Linked DNA regions of Rattus norvegicus: regions 2, 3 and 4 are each linked to region 1. Evidence: chromatin contacts called from public Hi-C data. All regions are on one chromosome and are shown on one strand. The core of a region is the stretch at or near the end of the contact, and the rest is flanking DNA. Distances in the headings are between cores, read along the strand shown. Region 1 has its middle 47 kb from the start of MGC94891. Region 2 has its middle 220 kb from the start of Pabpc6. Region 3 has its middle 85 kb from the start of Pabpc6. Region 4 overlaps LOC120097713 (a long non-coding RNA gene).

Region 1 (2,655 bases), core at 95-2,594:
CCCCACTCCTCTCCTCCCCCTCCTCTACCCTCCTGTCCTCCCCACTGCTCCCCACTCCTCTCCTCCCCCTCCTTCCCCTCCTGTCCTCCTCACTCCTCCCCACTCCTCTCCTCCACCCTCTTCTCCTCCCCTCTCCTCCCCCACCTCCCCCTTTCCTCTTTTCCCCTCCTCTGCCCTCCCCTCCCCCTTTCTCCTCCCCTTCCCTGCACTCTACTCTCTTCTCCTCCCCTCTCCTCTTCATATTCCCCCATCCCTCCCTTCTGTCCAGCCCTATTCCCATTCTTTCTAGTCCCTACAAACAGGAAATACACCTCTATGGAGAAGCTAGCATCCAGATCTCCATGGTCACCACAGCTCTGCATCAGTACCACACTGATAACCATGCCCTGTTCCAATGCCCTGAAACCAGTGATTTGGGGGAGGAGGCTTAAATAAAACCCCTAGCCCATGATCACACTCGGCAAGCAGGGGAAGAAATGGACTCTGTAAAGATTTCTGAGCAAAACCCCTATTGAGATAGTTGAGAGTCAGTGCAAGGAAATAGTAGCTTAAATCCACAACAGGGGGATGACAGATTGTCCTTCCTCCTAAGGCTTTCTGGTCAGAGGACTGTGCCTGCCTCCTATATGCACTGTTTAAGTCTCCCAGATCCTCTTTGTAGATCACTCAGCCCTATGGTAGCACAGCTTGTCTTTGTTCGATCTGAATCCCGAGCTTGTCTGAAATGTTACAAGATCGGTGGGAATCAGAATGGGACACAGGCCTGTGGGTGGCTTTGGCAGTACGTGTCTCTATTAAGTAGACTCAATTTAGTACTGGGTAAAGGGAAAGACGAAATTAGAATCGTGGTTGGCAGAAATAGTCTCCATCTGGCACTGTAATTACACACTGTCTTGACCTGAGCAATCTTGGCTGTTCGAAATGCTGTTTCCTTTAGAAAGCAAATTTTAAAAGACGCTGTAAACCACAGGTTAGGAAATACATGGTTCCAAATATCCACCACACCTTTTAGACAAGGGAGTCGTATCCTGCTTTTCTATTATGGCTCTGTCTTTTGTAATTAAATGAACTCTCTAGTCACCCGATGAATGTCATTTCTTTACAGCGGGATAAACAGAAGAGAGAGATCTCCGGGTCTATTTTCGCCAGTGACATCAGACACTATTTCGATGGGGCTATGACTCAGTATCCTCCTTGGCGCCCTCACTCCTGAAGTTCTTTTAAGGGTGAGCCTGGGTTGCTGCCGGCATGCGGCATTTTCAGAGACTCATGGAGCTCTTTATATCAACCCTTGACTTCACCTTCGATGCCAACAGGAAATTGTATATGGCTCTAATCTCCCCAGCACAGCGCTGCCAGGAAGCTGGGTTCTGTATGGTGTGATGGCGCCACCTACTGGCCGCATGTGTCCTCCTTTAGCTTTCTTCGGTTTTATTTTTGTTGTTCTGTTCCTGTATTCCATGTGTCCTCTAACTCCACAGAGACTTTGTTTTTAGCTTTTCTACTTCACAGCTACAGCAAGACGGACTATAATCAAACAAAATCACCACCTCATCCTCTGCTCTTAGGTTCTAAGATCTTACTGCTGATGGGAAAGTCACGGGTAGACACCAGGTTGATGTGATGACTCTGTCCTTGAACCCTGCCCTACATGGTCATCCAAGCAGCCTGACGATACCAACAAGGACTCCCTTCCCTTGCCTTAGCCCTGAGACTGTGAAAACCCTCACTAGACCCCAAATGTCCTTCCCACTCCCTCAAAGGGCTCCTGCACTCATAGGCATGCACACAAATGGATTGCTTTTAAACAGAAAATGACACTGACTGTCACTAAACGTAACAAGTGCCTTGTGTACGTGTCATTGGAAGCACAAGCTGAAATTAGCCTGTCAGAATCTTACTTTTCCGGATGCCAGTGTGTCGTGTGGCAGACTTAGCTCAAGAGAATAAAGAGAAGGCTTGTCAGAGAGCTTCTCCTCTCCATTCTATTGCTTTGTGTGCCTGGTTTAATTCTAACGCTTTCCATGCTTTGAGGGGTAGGGGTGTGTGTGTGTGTGTGTGTGTGTGTGTGTGTGTGTGTGTGTGTGTGTGTGTGTTTCCCTTCCAAACTTCAAAATGATCACTGGGGGGAGGGGAGTTGGGGGTGAAATTGCCATTTTCCATAAAGTCCCAGATGCTTTTTCCCCATTTACTTTATCTCTGCAAATGAGAATTTATCAAAGGCTAAGCCTTAGTCCTTTGTGATAAAAAAAAAAAAAAAACAAAGTATGCCGGTGGAAAAAAAATATGTAATATTCACATTGCTGCTGGAAAGATCAAAGCTTTAAGGATGCTGACCAGAATGACTAATTTCCCGTCAGCTCTGAGGCTTCAGGACACCATTGAGCTCTTCTCAGAAAGCGAGGTGTTAGAGACATGTGTCTGAGAGCGCTGTTCCGGGTCTCGCTCTGGTATGTTACCCCCATCTGGCCAAGGACAGCTTATAATCTGACCCTTCCGAGGGCAGCTTCAATGCACACTACTCACAGGAAGGTCTGCTACAGATCTAAAGCCGCACCCATGGGCGTGTCTACAGCCAGATGTGTACTGGACCCCCACATGTTACAGACTGAGATTGCTCCAGAATCGACTCTCAAGTTGAGCTAGTCGGTTTTC
Region 2 (2,655 bases), core at 105-2,604, 890 kb before region 1:
GGTTCTGAGCCAGAAATGATAAAGCTATGAGGACGACGGGAGTGTGGGAGGACGTGAAGTCACAAACAGGACTCCAAGGCCTATGAAAGAGAGGAAATTGGGGGGAAGGATCGAAATGTCACTGAACACACGTGTCTCAGTTATGTTAAACAGCTAAAATTCATGGTCACACCCTTACACCCCTGAAGAGTGCTACCAGGAGACGGGAAATGATTGAAAGAGCTTGTACGGGGTCACCACAGAAGGGTTATTTTTAAGAGTCTTAAAATTTAAATGCACAATTACTTTGCTCTTGGAGGAGGTTATCAACCCCCGAATGCCTTTAGCCCCATGTTTAATCAAATCCTCACTCGTGCTGAGAGACAGAGTTCAAGCACGGGTGAACGCACGATCCTTACTTAGTCACTTGGTGACGTTATTCCGTGTTTTAACAAAGTGCCCTGGACCTGAAGTGTGCAAACCTGTCTAGTGGCTTAGATCCGCCTTTGGGCCTCTCTGAGCTGCGTGTGGACCTGATTCCAAGAACCCTTGCCTATGGGACACAGCAGCTCAGCACCCTGAAGCTTCATGCTGGGTGACTCCAATACCCTGGAGCCAGAAATGGTGGATCCTGCCTACGTGTCTTCACCTGAAGTGCGCCCTCATATTTTGCCAGCATGTCTCTCTCTCTCCTTGGCTGATATTTGGGGCACTTTCTACTTGAACTGTCTGGGCTGGACTGACTCTGTGAAGCAGTTGCTTGCTTTGAGTTACAACTGTGCTGTAAACTTCAAAGGCTCGGGCTTGGTCTCTTCCCCTCCACTGCACCCCCACCTCCGGACTGGGTTCGGCCCCTTAGGGACTGGCCAATGGCAAACACGCTCTTCATGTGAGCTCTGTGGCTATCTCTTCCCTTTATCCAGGGTTGTTATTCCAGTACCCCATAATTAGCTGCTAGAAATAGATCCCATGTGGCCTTGCTTGGGCGAGGTACGCCTGGCGGAGCGGCTGGCCTCTGTTGAAATCACATTCCCAGTGAATGCTGCCCTTGTAGGAGACTGAGTACTTACATTACACAGTGTTCTCTCCACCCGTGACCTCCACCAGCAGTTCACCGCAAGCACCCGGGGCTCATTCCGCCAGGAACACTCCCCAAGAATATGAAAAGTTAATACAGAGACAACCCAAGAGACAGCGGCATCTTCCCGTAAGGGTGACATTTAATGTGGGACAAAGTAGTTCACGCTCTGAGAATCTTCGGCACACGATCATGCGGAAATTTGAGTGCAGACTATTTGTTTTATTTATAGACAGAGTTATGGTGTTTCAACAAAGGGACGGCGCAGGCCTGACAGCTTCCCGTATGACATGCGCTGTGTGCCTGTGTTTTGGGCCTTACACAGAAAGCCTCTTCGGGCTGGGAAGGGAATAAGTTGTTCCACTCTCTTGCAAATGTCATCCTTCATTAGCTACTTGCACCTGTCCGGCAGCAGTCTCTCTCCCAGTGGGGATGCGAGCCCCTTCTAGAAGCCATCATCTCCTGAAATAAAGCAAGAACAAGTAGCAGCCTGTGTTAACTTTCTGTTTTGCAGCTTTGGTCTGGCATGGGTACTTACTCTCTTTCTGATGTTTCTTGCTCAAAGTGGTACCACTTAAACTTTGAACCAAATATTTTTTATTTAGTTACAATTCAAATCTTAAGTATTTAAAGGACTTCTTGATTCGGTCCCTTGCAGGGGAGATAGAGTAGGAAATGAAAAATAAAGGAGTTTAAGGAAAAAAAATCATCTAGACTGCAGATCCATCAAAATACGGCTTCCTTCAAACATCACCATTCTCCTAATTGTAGAAATTGCTTTTTGCAAAATTCAGCCTGTCATCTCAGGAGAGCTAATTCATTTCCATTTACCTCCAACTTTACTTTCACATTTTCTCTTTTCCACACTATTTCCTTTAATGGAAAATTGGCATTTGTGAGTTGTCAACCATTTTAGGCAAACCATCAAATCTTTCAGTATTTTTAATGTGAACCCTATCATTTGATGGTTATTTCATAAAAATGCTCTTTGGCTCCTTGTGTATGGCAACCCGCATCCCTTCTCTTGGTGAGATATAAAAGCACACACATGATAAGACCCAATAATAAGATCTCAGCACAGATTTCCCTCACGGCAACATTCCTGAGCCATAATCACACACTTAGGCTGCATCGCCCTAATGGCCGGACTATGTCTCTGGCTTGTTATTTGTGGAGCCATCTTAACCTTGAACTGTCTTAGAGTACTTCAGAGTCTGTGCTGGGGGACAGAGCCCCCTGCTGGAAGTGTTGGGGGCTTGACTTCCCACTGGGCCAAAGGTCAGTCCAGAAGCCTGGAGTCCAGTAGGCAGCGTGGATCAATGAAATCTGGATTATTGTTTCAAAAATGCATCCCTTCCTTTTGAAACCTTTCTGAGGAAGAAAAACATAGGCCCTTTTAAATCAGTCACCCTCTGCTTGGCTAATTAGTGATCCCTAGGAAAATATTTTTTATGTTGATAGTAGTCACACATCAAAGTGTTTTCTCTCAGGTAAATGTTAGAAATGATGGATCCAGCATGATGAAATGGAACTTTTTAGTGTACTTGAACTATGCAGCGTTGGCCAAGTGAAACACTTCCAACGAACACCTTTCTCTC
Region 3 (2,655 bases), core at 89-2,588, 760 kb before region 1:
TCTACTTTATCTTGAATTTTTCACTTTTAACTGAGGAAGCATGTATTGGGTACTGTAGATGTAGCAAGCATGGTACCAGCTGCTTGGAACCAAATGAAGAATTGATTTCCTTTTAATCAAGCTCTACCCTTGCAGAGGAGATGAACACTAACAGCGGGTTCAACAGTGGTTGACTCTTACAATACAGACCTAGCGGGGAACAGGAGGGAGAGCTGTGCAGACTGTGGGTGTGAAGATCCTGTAGGAGACCCAGAACTGAAAAACTAAAATAAAGGTTGGAGGCATACCCCTTGCCTAACATGTACAAGGCCAAGAGTTGAATCCCCAGCCCTTCATAAAGTAGAAGAGCAGAAATAAGAACTGAAAGTGGTGCGTTCCTTTAGTGTTAAAGTATCTCCAATATTCTGTAGCTACTTAAACTTAGTCACTCCCGGTGGTTTGAGACCTTGGTGTAAGCTGTTCTTAATCCTAACAGTGATTCTATGAGGTGTAGGTATCATCTCACATTGCATATGAGGAAGCCAATGCATAGGTTAAAATGGGACAACTGGTAAACCAAGATGCCTCTATCTATGGCGTTTTCCTTCACTCCACTAATACAACTCTAGTGGGGGACATTTGGAGAGATGAAGGCAGAAGGGAGTGAGGAAGTGGAGGGGTGGAGGAGCTTGCAGACCAGATCTCCAATGACAAGAGGGGCAGGGGACCAAGGGGCTTATTCAAAGACTGTCATTCTAAACCTCATTTATGGATGCAAAGGGGATTTCCCCCTGCCGGGTCCTGTCTGATTCAAGATATGCAGTTACCAGCATGAGGACTTGGAGGATGGTGTCTATCAAAGGCATGGGTGTTGTGAGTCTTCCCTCCCAGAACACGAGGCATGCCAGAGCCAGTTTCTCTAAATAACAGGGAACAGTGGGAACTGTGTGGAATCTGAGACTATGAATGTAGCAGAGTAGCTGTGACAGTGTGTCGTCCTGTCAGTGAAACCCAGCTGCACAAACACAGACATGGCAAGACTGTTCAAATAGTCACATGTGTGAAACAGTCTTAAAGGTGGTGACAGTGTTTATATGGAGAATGGCCAGGGGAGGGAGGTCATTCGGTGTTAACTCATAGCCACAGGCACTCAGTCTTGTCCTGTTAGCTAGCTTCCATAGAAACAGGAGGGGCTGGATATTATGGACCAGGAAACTGCAAGGTTAAATGTAATCAGAAATCAGCTCCTGCTTGATCAGGAGACTGAAGGTGACAGTGACTGGGAGCCAGTCTGGATGAAAGAAAGGCAAGCAGGGGCCTGAGATCTAACCCCATGAACTAAAGGGCCACCATCATGGAGAAGAAAGATTCCAGCCCCACTTGGAGCTCCAGAGGTCAGAACTGGCTTCTCGGGGAGAAATGAAGAAGGGCTTTCACTTGGTAACAGGGAAGAATGTTTTAGCAATTAAAGCTGCCCAGTGACCGAATGGGCTGCCTCAGACAGTTGGAATGGGAACCATGACCTACTTTGAGAAAATTTAATTACCAGGGAATGCTCAAGTGCTCAGCTCATTTCCGTTTCCTTCTCAAGAAGTTAAAAGTAACGTTGAGCCGTGTTTACCAATATTTGATCTTGTGACAGTGTCTTTCTTAGATTGTGTGATTGGTTTGGATGCTACAGCTTAAGAAATCTTTAAAGCATAAGCATGGGGATCTTTGGTAGACTTAGGTGTGATGGTCTAGTGGACAGATACCAATGTTTATTTGTTAAGAAAAACATGGGGTCACTGATACAAGCTACTATTTTTCGAGGAAAGTTGACATGGAGATCGAAAAAGGCCAAGCATGGTGGCAATACATTTGTAAACCTAGCACTACGAGCCTGAGGTAGGGGAGTAGGAGCCAAACACTAGTCATGGCTATGTAGTGAGATTAAGGTGAGTCTGGGCTACAGAGAGGCTGTTTTAAAGCCAAATCAACAGAAACATAGAAATGCTTCTGACCTCATACATCTCTCCCTGTTCTACTGTTGTAACTGATTGCCCGTTTCTATTCTAGATGTTCATTTTCTTCAGGATGGTAATTCTGTCCATCTCCTGTAACACACCGAACCACACTCACCATTCAGTTAAATTACTGTTTAAATAGTAGAATGAAAAAAGTTTGTTAAATGTATCCAAGCAGAATGTAAGCAAACTGATATAATAAAGGAATAAGAAAATGTTTCCTGAGGCTGTAATGGATTTGCATACTAGCATATAGTTTAGTTTTAGTGCAGGGTGTTTTTCCACAGTCAACTTACATCCCTGTGGCTTGTAATAGCAGATGCTACAGAGTGTGCAGGCTGTGACCTTGGTCATACAGATGTGGAATTGTGGTTCTCCGAAAGAACTGGGAGGGCAAAGCAGCCTTGTCAGATAGTGTGGGATTAGGGAGAGGTGGGGCACCTCAGCTTGGTGAGCTGTGATCTTGGACACTGCCATGTTCTCAAGGGTACTAGGAAACAGTGTCCATTCTGAAGAATGAGAAATGCCTGAAGCCTGGTGTGGTGGTAATTCCAGCATTTGGGTGGCAGAGGCTGGAGGATCATGAATGGGATGCTAGACTGTGCTAGGTAAGGAGATAGCATTTCGCTAAAGTATTGTTATTTGTGTGTAGTGAGAGCTCAGTTTGGAG
Region 4 (2,655 bases), core at 66-2,565, 590 kb before region 1:
TCAATGGAGGAAATAAAATACCTGTTTCCTGCCCAGACAGCTGGGAGTGATTTTTGTTAATGACCCAATGACCTTTTTGCTACCAGTAGAGGCAGACCTCACCCAAATTCCCCTATCCCTTCAGGGAGATGTCTCATGCACTTTATTGCCTGGTGACCTCTGTGCTGTCTCAGTAAAGACCTCAGTTGATACTAGCTCTTTTAGCTATAGAACTCACAGTGATATGTACTTTGTAAAGGAGTTGCTATGTAGTAATACGTTAAGTTTTATTGTACACCTGGAACTGGACTGATTGTGGCTTAGAAACCCTTTTCCAAATTATACCGTGTTTTAAATATGCCAGCAATGAACTGCCTGGCATTAGACTCCCTGAAAATTGATCCAGGTTCATGAGGTCAATCTGAACTGGGTTTTCATAACTATATCTTTGAGGACACCTACATGGACACCTGCAGGGCGGCCCTCACCTATTGCCTTCACCATGCTCAGTTCCCTTCTCAGTTGTCTCTGTGAGCATAATGACTTCCCACAGGCTGACTTGGCTCTTTGCAGATCTGAGCACTGAGCATAAATGACCAGAACACTGTCCATTCTAATGATTTGGGAACATGCTAGCCAATGTGGAGATTTTCTGCCTGAGCCTGCATACTGGTCTTTCTATGCTCTATCCTGTCAGGAGTCAGCTTCCTTGGGGGCTTTTAGTGCCAAACAGACAGAATGGGAGCTGTCTACAGGCATCCATTCAAATGTAAATGGACCTACCCACTGTTTTCCAAATTGAGAGGCACCCATACACAAATGTCCAATGCTAATGGGGGCTCTGAATTAGAAAAATATTCCCAAGTTAAATGGGTTTGGGAAATGCAACACTGGGTTGGGGAATTATCATGAGCAGCACACTAAATAGTGTGTGAGAGTCTTTACTGAAGAGTTTCATTGTGTCCCACACCCAGGACTTGCAAATTTATTTGGTGCCAGTGCCTCTTTGCTGATTAGAACTCATTAACATTTTACAGGACACTTGGATTCTGTTTATCTGGAGTTGAGAGGCCCAGAGACTTAGCTTTCTCATGGGTTTCTTCCTAATCTTATGCCTCAGTAGGCAATGGAAGACAGCCTTGGTGCTATTGTTTAATTATTTTCTTGTAATTCGGGGTCATTCAATGACATCAGAGGTGTTTGCTAGTGAGACTCAAGCTGTAAATATATCACCAACCCCCTGCAAGCTTCCTGGAAGCCCTAATCCCTTTGAGTGGCTTTTTCCAGACAGAGCCTGTCCTGTCTCTCCATTTAGCCTGGGGTAGATTCCTTAGATCTTACACCCTTCCCCTCTTAGCCCTCTGGATGGCTCCAGAGCTCCGGGCTTTGCTATGTCTGTCTCATGGGTCCATTTTTATCTGCCTGGACTGCCATAATTTCATTTCTTCACGGAGCTGGTCTGACTTCAGTGAACAGACAAAAGTGAAGTGCCCTTTGGTGCTTTATTTTTCTCTTTGCTTAGATATTGACAGGACTACCTAGGGAATCCATTTCCCTTATCAATATGAGTTCCATATTAATTCTTTCATTTAATGAATTAAATAAAACCCTGGGAGATCTGATTACAGCTCAAGAATGCCCAAAATGTAATCAGTAATAGAATTCATCTAATGACCAACATTTAATCTTGTGTCAAGAACTTTGTGACAGATGAAATTAAACAGAGGTTGGTGTTTCTATTCATCTCTGTGCCTATATAAGTGTGTGTGTGTGTGTGTGTGTGTGTGTGTGTGTGTGTGTGTGTGTTGGGAAAGATTAATTCAGAAGGTTGACATGTTTCAGGAGTTGTACTTTTTGAAACATCATTTATACTGAAAGAGTTAAAGGAAGAACACCAGTATGGACTGCTCTAGCAATCTATGCACATGCAGGGTTAAACGCGCGCGCGCGCGCACACACACACACACACACACACACACACACACACAGATCCACAGACATACATTCACACGCAGGAACACAATCACACACAAACAAACTCATGCACACTCACACAGAGATCCACGGGCATTCATACACATAAACACACACACATACATGAATGTATACACACACACACACACACATACATGAATGTATACACACACACACACATACATGAATGTATACACACACACACATACATGAATGTATACACACACACACACACACACACACACACACACACACACACACGAAGCCTTCATGGCATGGAAGTGAAGAGACATTTAAAAAATATTTTTAAATGTGTTTTTAATTTCATATATTGTAGTGTTCTTTAAACATTAATCTATTTAATTTTCAACACATGTGTGTGTACCTGAGACCATAACATATATCACACAAGCAACAAGTGTTATTAACCACTGAGCTATCTCTCTAGTCCCTGAAGGGATATATTTTGGGGATAAACTCAAGTTACCAAAGTAAAACAAACTATGAGGCAGAGAAAATTTTGTATTAATTTCTTTGTCTCTTCTGGCTTCCTAATTAAGGAACAGGCATGATATACTCCTGATGTCCATTCAAAGAAGTCCTGTGGAAAATGGAGAATATCTAACAGGATGAGATGCTTCACTCACTGTCATTGTGATTGAACTACCAGGATAATCTATGTTCTTAGCAATGTGGGATTGG

The links. Hi-C and Micro-C count contacts between places; a contact is called where the count stands out from the background.
Region 2: a contact with region 1 is called in a Hi-C map of Schwann cells, with 8 times the contacts expected there. The contact joins two enhancer-like sites. A contact is called at or near these places in 1 of 12 Hi-C or Micro-C datasets (Schwann cells) and 1 of 1 datasets of contacts at active chromatin or transcription factors (oligodendrocytes).
Region 3: a contact with region 1 is called in a Hi-C map of Schwann cells, with 10 times the contacts expected there. The contact joins two enhancer-like sites. A contact is called at or near these places in 3 of 12 Hi-C or Micro-C datasets (the A7r5 cell line, Schwann cells and frontal cortex) and 1 of 1 datasets of contacts at active chromatin or transcription factors (oligodendrocytes).
Region 4: a contact with region 1 is called in a Hi-C map of Schwann cells, with 12 times the contacts expected there. The contact joins two enhancer-like sites. A contact is called at or near these places in 1 of 12 Hi-C or Micro-C datasets (Schwann cells) and 1 of 1 datasets of contacts at active chromatin or transcription factors (oligodendrocytes).

The regions. Positions count from the first base shown.
Region 1 is chr1:54,263,212-54,265,866 of GRCr8, forward strand. No RefSeq gene overlaps it. Among named protein-coding and RNA genes, the nearest start is that of MGC94891, 47 kb to the right of the region's middle. Within about 2 kb of position 1,345, at least 27 of the 93 cell types and tissues checked have an H3K27ac peak or open chromatin away from gene starts, as enhancers often do. A contact at or near this core is called in Schwann cells, where this site is marked.
Region 2 is chr1:53,368,352-53,371,006 of GRCr8, forward strand. No RefSeq gene overlaps it. Among named protein-coding and RNA genes, the nearest start is that of Pabpc6, 220 kb to the right of the region's middle. Within about 2 kb of position 1,355, at least 12 of the 93 cell types and tissues checked have an H3K27ac peak or open chromatin away from gene starts, as enhancers often do. A contact at or near this core is called in Schwann cells, where this site is marked.
Region 3 is chr1:53,506,098-53,508,752 of GRCr8, forward strand. No RefSeq gene overlaps it. Among named protein-coding and RNA genes, the nearest start is that of Pabpc6, 85 kb to the right of the region's middle. Within about 2 kb of position 1,339, at least 9 of the 93 cell types and tissues checked have an H3K27ac peak or open chromatin away from gene starts, as enhancers often do.
Region 4 is chr1:53,672,931-53,675,585 of GRCr8, forward strand. The region is part of intron 3 of LOC120097713 (a long non-coding RNA gene); the gene reads left to right. Among named protein-coding and RNA genes, the nearest start is that of Pabpc6, 81 kb to the left of the region's middle. Within about 2 kb of position 1,316, at least 11 of the 93 cell types and tissues checked have an H3K27ac peak or open chromatin away from gene starts, as enhancers often do. A contact at or near this core is called in Schwann cells, where this site is marked.